2 separate regions of the Zea mays genome follow, and region 2 is linked to region 1. A link is a contact called in public Hi-C data. All regions are on one chromosome and are shown on one strand. The core of a region is the stretch at or near the end of the contact, and the rest is flanking DNA. Distances in the headings are between cores, read along the strand shown. Region 1 holds the start of LOC103641142 (probable LRR receptor-like serine/threonine-protein kinase At1g56130). Region 2 holds the start of LOC103641148.

Evidence for each region. Hi-C and Micro-C count contacts between places; a contact is called where the count stands out from the background.
Region 2: a contact with region 1 is called in a Hi-C map of ear, with 2.0 times the contacts expected there. The contact joins the promoter of LOC103641148 here to the promoter of LOC103641142 in region 1. A contact is called at or near these places in 2 of 25 Hi-C or Micro-C datasets (ear and tassel).

The regions. Positions count from the first base shown.
Region 1 is chr10:64,155,942-64,161,349 of Zm-B73-REFERENCE-NAM-5.0, reverse strand. It overlaps LOC103641142 (probable LRR receptor-like serine/threonine-protein kinase At1g56130), which reads right to left and starts at 2,519. Exons shown (of 25, transcript XM_008664510.3): 1 at 2,429-2,519; 2 at 2,129-2,279; 3 at 1,666-1,852; 4 at 1,342-1,413; 5 at 1,108-1,176; 6 at 943-1,014. The coding sequence starts at 2,255.
Region 2 is chr10:64,899,429-64,904,836 of Zm-B73-REFERENCE-NAM-5.0, reverse strand. It overlaps LOC103641148, which reads right to left and starts at 2,018. Exons shown (of 9, transcript XM_008664519.2): 1 at 1,727-2,018.

The DNA.
Region 1 (5,408 bases), core at 1,270-3,769:
ACACATCGATGGCTAGGCAACAAGGCCAAGCCCAATTATCCTTGATTGGTTCATTTTTCAATGGGTAAAATATATTTTCGGTCTTTAAACTTGTTGCTCAGTGTTAACCGGGTCCATAAACTTTTAAAGAGTGTCAACTCGGTCCCTAAACACTGTTTGGGTCTCAATTACATCCATACGAGTCGTGGTTGACATATGAACCCCACATGTCAGCATGTATCTCTTCTCTCTTTTCCATAAACGCTGTTTGGATGTAATTGAGACCCAAACATCGTTTAAGGACCGGGTTAGCACACTTTAAAAGTTTATGGACCGGGTTGACACTTAGCGACAAGTTTAAGGATTGGTTTATTTCCTAGATTGGTGTGTATTAGGAAGGGATAAATATTCCTAAGCAATGGTTGAGGAAATCAAGCAAAGCAACAAAATTGTTGCTAGGCTTCTCCTGTGTGCCTTTCCTGCTCTCTCTCTCTCCCGCATGTGCGTCCTCATGGCAAGGTTCGAGCCCTAGCCAATGGTCACCTACCCCTACAACCTCTCCAGTTACCGTAATATCATCGATACTACCAGTTAGCATGTTTAATGTATAACTAGTTAGTTACCCGTACATTGCTACAGATTCTATATATATCGTATAGGTAGATTTTGCTTAAATGAGATGTTTATTCAACCAAGATTACATTTTCCCCAATTATTAGTATATGTATTTATAGTATATCTTCTTTATATGACACAAACATACATGTGCTCTAGGTACAAGCTAGTCGCTTGTTTTGAGCTGAACGTCTTGGGTTTTCGTGCTTTATAGTTATAGTAGACTTATCAGCTAAAGTAAACAGTAAGTGGAGAACTGTTACAGTGAGATAAAATCAGTAAGGTTCTCGTGCTTTATAGTTATAGTAGACTTATCAGCTAAAGTAAAAGTAAGTGGAGAACTGTTACAGTGAGATAAGATCAGTAAGGTTCCCAAGTTCCTTTGGAAGTGTTCCAGATAGCGGATTGATAGCCAGAGATCTTGCAAAAATTTCGAAAAAAAAGTATGGTTAACACAAAGCAGTAGCTAGCTAGTAAACGAGGCACAAGAAAGATTTGAAATATAATCCTTACAAATACTGCATGGGAAATTTCCCGATGAATGAAGGCACGGGACCTGTCAAATAATTCTGCATCAGGTTCCTGAAACATCATCAAAGCCACCAGGCCAGTTAGCCAGATAAAAAGTAGCAGTGTTAACTGATTCTTGGTAGACAAATATGGGGGCATTACTGTGAATAATTGTTGGGAGTGCTTTATTCAGAAAAAAAAAGAAACTTGAGAATATATACAAGTTAGATGCCATACAGGTTACTGAGATAGGTGAGGTTCTCCAGCTCGGCTGGTATCTGGCCGACAACATTCAAGCCATACACTCTCCTGCAGAAGCAAATAACATGTCAAAGCGATCGAGACATCATCTCATACATATATAGGTTGAAATACAAGGAGCGTCTATATGGGAAAAACGTTTCTCCAGTGCCAAAGTCAATAACGTAACAATTAAGCCCCGCTCAGGCGTTTCGTCGAGCAGACGGTGGGTGAGCTCCGGTGGCAGATCGACGCGGGTGGTCCGGGAGGGGGAGAGCCGGAGAGGATGAGGATGAGGATCGGAAGTGAGGAAGAGCCTACAGTTTGGTGATGTGACAAACGGTGTTGTCGTCGTAGGAGCAGTCGCACTTGATGCTCGGGTTGATGGTGGGGCTGTTGTCGACGTCGGTGTCGTCGACGGCGACGCCGCTGCAGAGCTCGCCGCTGATGTTCCACCCCGGCGACGCCTTCAGCCCCCATCGCCCCAGGATCGTGCTCAGTGCCGCCGCTGCACAATTGCACGCATACGGAAAAAAATATAGTATATAATATATGCTTTGCGCACGAATGAAAATTTTGCGTCCGTCCAAAAAAAAACACATCATATACATGTAGGATTTCACTTAGCTTGCACAAGAAATTTGTGTGGGAGATATCAGATGTGGTTTCTGCAAGCACTACTACTACTAGAGTATGAGATTTACACGCGCGAGGGGCTAGCTGCCAATATATATAGGTCTTGGAGAGACTACACGCCGACATGCACATTTATATACGTACGTACCTTCGGCTGGATCAGTCCGTGCTGTTTGCTGGCCTCTCGCGGCTGCCACCCACGAGCACGCGAGAAGCAGCCAGAGGAGTCGTCCATGGCTGCTGCACCTGCACCTGCTGCGGCCTGCCATATCCATCTCGCTCGCTCCCTCGTTCGTTCTCTGCAGAGAAGCAAATAAAAGGTGTTTATTTAAGGATCAAAATATCAGCAATCACCATCATGCAGAAAGCTGACTAGCAGCGGCGTGCGTTGTGTTCTCTTCCTTCGCGCATCTGATTGTCGTCTCCCTGTCAGCAGGTTCATACATACCACTCGAGAGCGATAGCGACGGCAGTACTTTTTGTGTACTACGTTCCTATCCTTGCAGAGCCAGCAGCGACTTTGAACATTGACCAACTGTTAATCTCGTGCTCTCCTTGATGCATGCGATTTTAATTGATAGTTGCATGGGGTGAATTCGGTCGATAGGTGATGCAACACTACCGGAGTATGCAGCTTCAGTCCAACAATTTTTTTGTTACGGTTAATTTAGAACTGGTATTGACGACGCTAGCTTCAGTGCAGGTTTTAATGTGAAGATCTCTACAAAAGATATTAGTATATCTACCGGAATTCGCGCCTTTGCCGAGTGCCGGTGGCTTTGCCGAGTGCTTTTTATCGGGCACTCGGCAAATCCGGCTTTACCGAGTGCCGCACTCGGCAACGTCCTGCGCTCGGTAAAGAGCTAGTTTACCGAGTGTAGGACACTCGGCACAGCCGAGCACTCGACAAAGACTTCTTTGCCGAGGGTCAAGCACTCGGCAAACATGGCTCTCGGCAAAGGGCCGTTAGCGGCCGTCTACAACTGACGGCCGTCAGTCTTTGCCGAGTGTCAAATATCGGGCACTCGGCAAACATAGTTTTTGTCGAGTGTCCTCTGTAGACACTCGGCAAAGCATATTTTAATTTTTTTTATTTTGGTCACCAAAATTTTTGTGGTATGTTTCTACACTATGTAGACCTACATGTACCATTTTGGGACAATTATAACAGTTTTTTCTATAGCTAGTACATTTAGTTTGTTTATTTGAATTTCTTCGGAAAATTCAGATTTGAACTGCAGGTCACTCGAAACTTGGAAAACCGTGAATGCAAAAATGATATCCATGCTACATAGCACAAGTTACGACCGATTTCAGGAGCGAACCGGAAACTTCGAGCACCATGCTCACTCAACATGACCGTAAACTTGCCATCCAGGTGTTTAAAAATTGTATAAAACAGAAACAAAGTCAGAAAATCATGAACCCTGTCCACGTGTCATGATATCATATGTAGAGGCTGTGATAAAAATTTGAAAAAGTTTCGAGAAAGCTGTAACGCACTATGTGTACAAACCTAAGAGATCCACATTGAAACTCTATGATTTCATGTGTGGTTCTCTTAGGTTTCTACACATAGTGTCTCACAACTTTCTCCAAACATTCTAAATTTTTTATCACAGACTCTACATATGATATCATGACATGTGGACAAGTTTCATGATTTTCTAAGTTTGTTTGTGTTTTATAAATTTTTTAAACAGTTGTATGGCAAGTTCACGGCCATGTTGAGTGAGCATGGTGCTCGAAGTTTCCGGACCGCTCCTGAAATCGGTCGTAACTTGTGCTATGTAGCATGGATATCATTTTTGCATTCACGGTTTTCCAAGTTTCGAGTGACCTGCAGTTCAAATCTGATTTTTCCGAAGAAATTCAAATAAACAAACTAAATGTACTAGCTATAGAAAACACTGTTATAATTGTCCCAAAATGGTACATGTAGGTCTACATAGTGTAGGAACATACCACAAAAATTTTGGTTGGCAAAATAAAAAAAAAATGTACTTTGCCGAGTGTCCAAGGAAGACACTCGACAAAGACTTCTTTGCCGAGTGCCCCCCAGGGTGGCACTCGGCAAAGATGTGTAAGGTAATATTTGCCGAGTGTCAGATGGTAGACACTCGGCAAAGGATCCTTTACCGAGTGCCACTGATCTGGCACTCGGCAAAGTTTATTTTAAAAATTAAAAAAAACTTTGCCGAGTGCCAGATCACGGGCACTCGGCAAAGAAGGCGAATATACTCGCCCGCGGCTTCCTTCTTTCTCCTTTCTTCTTTCTTCTTTCTCCTTTCTCCTTCTTTCTCCCTGCGCGCCCGCCGCCGCTCCGCGCCATCGCCGGCTCGCCGCCCGCCGTGCCGTCGCCGGCCGCGTCCGCCCACGCCAGCGCCCGCCGCGGCCGCCGCCCGCCGTGCCCGCCGCGGCCGCCGCCCGCCGTGCCCGCCGCGGCCGCCCTCGCCAGCGCCCGCGCCCGCGCCCGCCGCGGCCTCCCTCGCCGGCGCCCGCGCCCTCGCCGGCGCCCGCCCGTCCGCCCGCCCGTCCGCCCGCGCCCTAGTGAGTGTATGAATCATTTTTATTGTAGTTGTATAGCTAGTAGATTTGTTTGGTGGAGCGATTAGGATGGAATCAACTAGCTACTAGAATTGTATAGTGACCTTGCTCGAATGAACTAGAGCGAGTGCTTGTAGTGTTTTATTAGGATTTTGTATTGTATTAACCGCTTGATTGTATAGTGACCTTGCTCGAATGAACTAGAGCGAGCGCGTCTGCCTGCACCGCGTCGCGTCGCCACTGCACCGACCCGCCACAGCCCCACTAGCCTGACTCCACCGCCACCCTAGGTATAACCTCTATTTCCGCATCATGGTCGTAGATCACGTAACCCAGTTAGGCGTCTCCCGTTCGAAAGAGATACGGTGTAGATATGCAGATCTTTGCATATCTACAAATGTATCAGTTTCGAATTGTCCACGTTTTTTGGACAGCCCGCGGTTGCGTAGATGGTGTTAGTTTCCATGCTCTACTCCGGTCCGAGAAAGAGTTTCGGCGTCACCTCCCTGTTGTTCTCCGGACAGTACACTCTCCCTGCCAGGACGTGTATCCGGAGAACAGCGGGGAGGTGCTGCCGAAATTCTATCTCGGATCGGAGTAGAGCATGGAAACTAACTCCATCTACGCAACCGCGGGTGGGATTAGGACCTATCCTCACCTATTAGAAGGTAGGAACGTAGTGTACATGCATTACATGTCTATATTAAACTATACTCGGTTATATATGTTAGAGGATGGAGGACCGTGAGTGGATGTACACGGGCCGCGTTCGACGTAATGATGTCACCCCAGAATGGATTAGGAAGACCGATGCTTTCGTGGAACGGGCATATGGCGAAGCTGCTAAAGGAGCTAGCCTAGTCCCTTGTCCGTGCAGCAAA
Region 2 (5,408 bases), core at 769-3,268, 740 kb before region 1:
TGACAATGTTCTCAGACCCTCGACAAGAGGAAGTTGGAGTAAACCAGAGGGAAGGTAATTCAATTGTTAACAGAGAACTGGTTGAGGCTACTGAGTGCTTTTACTGCTTGTAAGAAACTCTTCCACACCAAAAAAATTCACATGCAACTCAATCTATGTGCCTGTTTTATAAGAAAACTTCAGTAGGATTTGAGAGTTTCATGATCCAAAGCAATGAAAAGTTAATGATTGTCTTAATACATAATAAATCTATTAGAAATTGCTTAACACAGTATAGTCAAGAAAATTTCCAATCCAATGCATGTGTTCATAGAATTCAGTATGTCAAGGATGAAAGCATTGGCCATTAGACAAAAGGAAACTAAAAAGGTTTGTTAAATGAGCCCAAACATACATGAAGGCCAGATTTCATCAAACAATCTCCCATGTTCACCTTTTATCTCTGTCCATCCACATTCGATCCATCCAGAGCACTAGTTATATTTCTACAAACCCCCCCAAAAAGTAGACATTTTGAAGTGTGAACCCCAATTTCACCTGAACTTGGTCCACCAGTCACTAGCCTAGAAATCCAAAAACAGGAACTTTTAATTACAACGCATCCTGACGTAAAGTCCCATTTTTTTTCTCTTGCTACACTGCCTATGCACCAAATTACGTCTATGTTCTCAGATCCTCAACAAGATAAAATTGGAGTAAGGGGGTGTTTGAATGAACTAGAGATAATAGTTCAGCTATTAGCTATTTTTAGTAAATTAGCTACTAGTTAGCTAGCTAATTCTACTCGTATATTTTTAGCTAACTAACTATTAGCTCTAGTGAATTCAAACACCCCCTAAAGCAGAGGACAGACAATTCATCAATTGTTATCGTAGGAGCGGTTGAGGCTGCTGTGTGCTTCCAATGTTTATGATAATAAACTTTGCTACAGCGCCAATTTTGTCACAAAAAGTCTACCTCACGCTAGTGTTTTTTTATAAGTGAAATTTGGTAGGATTTAGGAGTTTCATGAAACACAGCAAGTAATAAAAAGAAAGGACAAGTTAAATCTACGGACAGTCATATACCACCAGGGCAACAAATGTGCCAGCAGGCGGCAGAAGTGTTTGCAGAATGGCATTAGGCAAAAACAAAAGTAAAAAATTCACGCCAGATGGGTTAAAACCGGGCTGAAGGCATGGTTTCGTGGTAGGAACCGCATGGTGCTCACTAGTCACTTCATCTCCCTCCATCCATCCATCACTCCACCACCAGACCACTGGTTATATATACTTTTTTTTTGTCCTATGAACCCGAAAAACGGGACATCTCCAAACCCAAATTCCACCAGAAGAGCAAATCACATACTCCAAGTTCACTAGGCACTAGCCTAGTAAAAAACCCAAGGAAAAATGGAACTTGAATTCCTACTCGTCTCGACCTAAAGTTACGATCTTCCCCGTGCGCCACTGCTTACCGCACCGAACTTCTTCCCAGCCCACCCACCCAGAAGCGGAGCCCGCAATTTCCACACATACACACACACTGAACCCAGTAAAAAGAACAGCATAAATCCCACACCAGATTTCCCAACCGGACCAGACCAAACCTCCCGGAGGACACCGAATCCCACCGTGTACCGGCACGCCCTCTCCACCCGTCACCCGAGAGGCCCGTGGGAGAGGGAGGGAGCGAGGGATAGTGGGAAGGAGTAGTAGGGCGCGGGGGGGGAGCACGGATGACTCACCGTCCCATCGGTACGGCCCGGCGGATGGGGCTCCCGCTGCTAGGGTTAGGGTTCCGGCGGGGTTGTGGTGGCGAAGCGGTCGACGGGTCGAGACGTCGTGAGAGCGGAAGGCTCCTTTCTATTCTTTTCCCCGTGCAGAGAGGGAGGAGAAGGCCAGAAGCCCGCCAGGCAGGCACAGCACGCACGCACGCGTGGCGTCACTCGTCAGCTGGCTCTACTCGCCTTCCTCTCCACTTTACCAAAACAGCGCACGCAAGCACTCTCTTGATCGCTCTTGCACACTACCGGATTCGATGATTGGATTTGTTGTTGCTCTTTTCATCCGCCGTTTTTTTCTGCACGTTGACCTGTGACAGAAGGAAATGCGTCCATCTAAAAGATGGGCAGGCAGTACACGACACGTGCAATGAAAGGTCTTTTACGAGCTTGATATGCCAACGTCCGTGTGTTCTTTTACTACTTTGGGAGTAAAATGCTGAGGAATATAATGTTCCATACGACCATACCATATCTGTGTGCTTTTCAAAGATTCAATTGTTTAATCGGATGGAGTATATGTGAAAAAAAAAGTAGTTATGTTTAGGATTGTGATATTGTAAACTACTGAATCGACCTTAGACATCATCTAAAAGCAGAAGAGATGTGCCTCAATTCATAATTTTTTCATATTTCGGAGCTTAAACAAGATAAATATCATAAAGGAATGATGTAATTAACTTATGCGATGAATCTATGTGATGAATAGTGCTTTCCCGTATGTGGGGGAGTTTCCTCTCCCCTGGAGATGGCAACGGGCATATTTTACCCACGTGGAAAAACACTATAAGATACAGATTTAGGTATTAGTTTGTACCCGTGGGGTATGTGTTTCATTCTCAACCCGACGGGTTTTTCTCATGGGTATGAAAATATTATACCCGTGCCCGCAAACATACGAACCCACAATGATATATATATATATATATATATATATATATATATATATATATATATATATATATATATATATATATATATATATATATATATATATATATATAGGGTTGGGCTTCCATTACTGGAGAGAGCCCCGGCCAGGGTAGGTGTGCGGGCGCGGGACGACGTGGCAGGTGGTGGGAGTACCGCGCGCATGCACCGAGTCATGGTGGGGTCGTACGTGGGCAGTTACGCGTTTATGCATACGGAATTTGAATGAAACGAATGCGTAAATGGTAATAGTGGGGGTGCTCGGGTACGACGGGATCGTAGATGTCAAACGTGGGTCGCGCGTTTATGCTTGCGTATTTTGCCGATATTGGCTGCGTAAATTGGCATAGTTGTGTCTCGGGACGTGATCAGGAGGTGGTTCGGCTTTTATGCTTGTTTAAATTACCAATAACAAATGCATATCCATCTGACGCGACATGTGTGGTCAGATCGGGTAGTGGGGGTGTCGCGCGCGTCATCCGGGAACGTGGTGGGGTCGCACGTGGTGGTGAGCCATGTTTATGAAGCTGTAACACAATTGGCAGGTAATCGTAACATGTCGGTTCACGTAAATCTCGTGACATACAAATCACACAGGATATTTGGAACATGCCATGAATATGGGCCAGAACGGTTTAGGTGAGTATAGGAGGATAGCTGTAAAAAACGGGCTACACGCCGCCGCTTTTGTTCAATGCCCTGGGAGAGTTAGGGCATACACGATGGCGACGGCCAGGGGATCAGAGAAGCTATGGCGACGACGGCACCCTGTAGGTCAGATGGCCGGCATGCTGTAACTCCCCCGGCTGCGTTACCGGTGCAAGGAATTCTTGAAGACAGCAACACAGTTCATCCAAGTTTGGTGGGAGCAACTCAGAGGATACCCATGAGGACAATTGGTGAACATGAGCAGGACACACCACACATTCTCCAAAGCCATGTAAGTTTACGGAATGCCCATGTATTTGTTATACAGTCCGTGCAAGTTATGAAGTCACAGAATACCCATGTATTTGTTATATTGTCCGTGCAAGTTATGAAGTCCTAGAAATTCACCATGTTGAAAGATTATTTTGTATATATGTGCACTGCATGACGACTCCATTAATTGAATAGGATGATAGTATAGATCAAGAATTGGTACCAAAGGTCGGTATGACATTTAGTAATGTGGACGAGGCGTACCAATTCTATAGCCGATATGCATATGAAGTTGGATTTCCGTTGAAGAGATATAGGGAGATAAAAAATTGCGAGTGGTTGAATTGTTCAATGGAAGGCAAGAGTGCCGAAAGAGGATATGGTAATCCAAAAGTGTGTGTCGGTACCCTAAATCAGGGGTACCCCTTACTACAGTATGAAGACACGGTGCCCACGCGACTATCTCTAGTCGCGTGGTGAACAGCACCCGACCCCACCATGTGGATAGCTCCAGGGCCGTCACGTGGCCAGATAAGACGATATATTCCAGGATATCAGCAGTGGGTCCGGACCCCCATGGGAAAGTGTCGGACCCCTATACGTATGTAACACCCTGAATTTGGGAGTATAAAATTTCTTTTCTAATATCCACCAAATTCAGGTGTTACTCTCTCAGTTTTTCGCTTTCCTTTCTCTTTTCCCTAAAAATGGAGAATTATTTTGTTTTAATTTAGCGTAAACCTAGTGGAATGAGCCCTAGAGGCACTTTGGTTGTTGCATTCATGTCGTTGCATAGTGTTTCTAAGTGCAAAATATGTTTTAAACATGTTAACATATCTTATAGAAGCGCTCGGTAAATTTTCATATTTTTCGGAATATTTTTCTATTTTCCGGAAACCAAAATCTATTTATTTGTGGAACTTAAAATGTTTTTAGAAATTCTAATTATGTTTTTTGAGCTCATTAGGTGCCAAAACATTTATAGGAATTTTTCTAGAATTTTTGAAAGTATCTATAATATTTTGAGCACAAAATATGGATTTCTAGGTTTTTTCGAATTTGAAAAATAGTAAAATGCGAATTTTAACCGAATTTTCATCTCATCCAAACCCTAGATATATATACATGTCCGGCTTCATCTCGTCGAACCCGTTCCAGAACACGAAACGTTTTCTCCAAATCCAATCCCTAGCTTCCGGTATTGCTCGCCGAAGTTCGGGGCGGTTCCAACTCCGGCGAGCGATTACTCTCAATCCGTGCATCGTCTGCCGAATCCGAGGGTACCGCTGCGTTCGTCTCGTCGAGGGCTTCGTCCCAGCGCGTTCGGTTCGTCGATTGGATCCCCGAATCTCCGGCAATCGATGGATTTTCTCTCGTCTCCGGCGAGGGTCTTCTTTCCCGGTGAGAACCTCCATTGTTGTACCTAGGGTTTCTTCGTGTTCTTCGTTTTCCCGTCCGCGCAGGGCCTCCCTCACTCTCCCCTCACCTTCCCCGGCGGCGGCACCCATCCCCCTCCGTTTCCCCTCCTCCACGGCGCCCCTTTCCCCCTTCCCGGCGGTGGCGCCCGTGTTCCCGTGTTCCCGCGCCCGCGCGCCCCTCCCCGGCGGCTGTGGCCGCGCCCCGCGCGCTCGGTGCGGCCGCGCCCGCCCCCGGCCGGCCCGATCTCGTCCTCCCCTGCGCAGCCCCCTCCTCTTCCCCTCCTCTCTCTTCCATGGATGGGAGGAAGAAGATGAGAGAAAGAAGACGATGGCAGTCTCTTAAATTTAGTACGCGCGAATTACAGTATGGTTTAAAA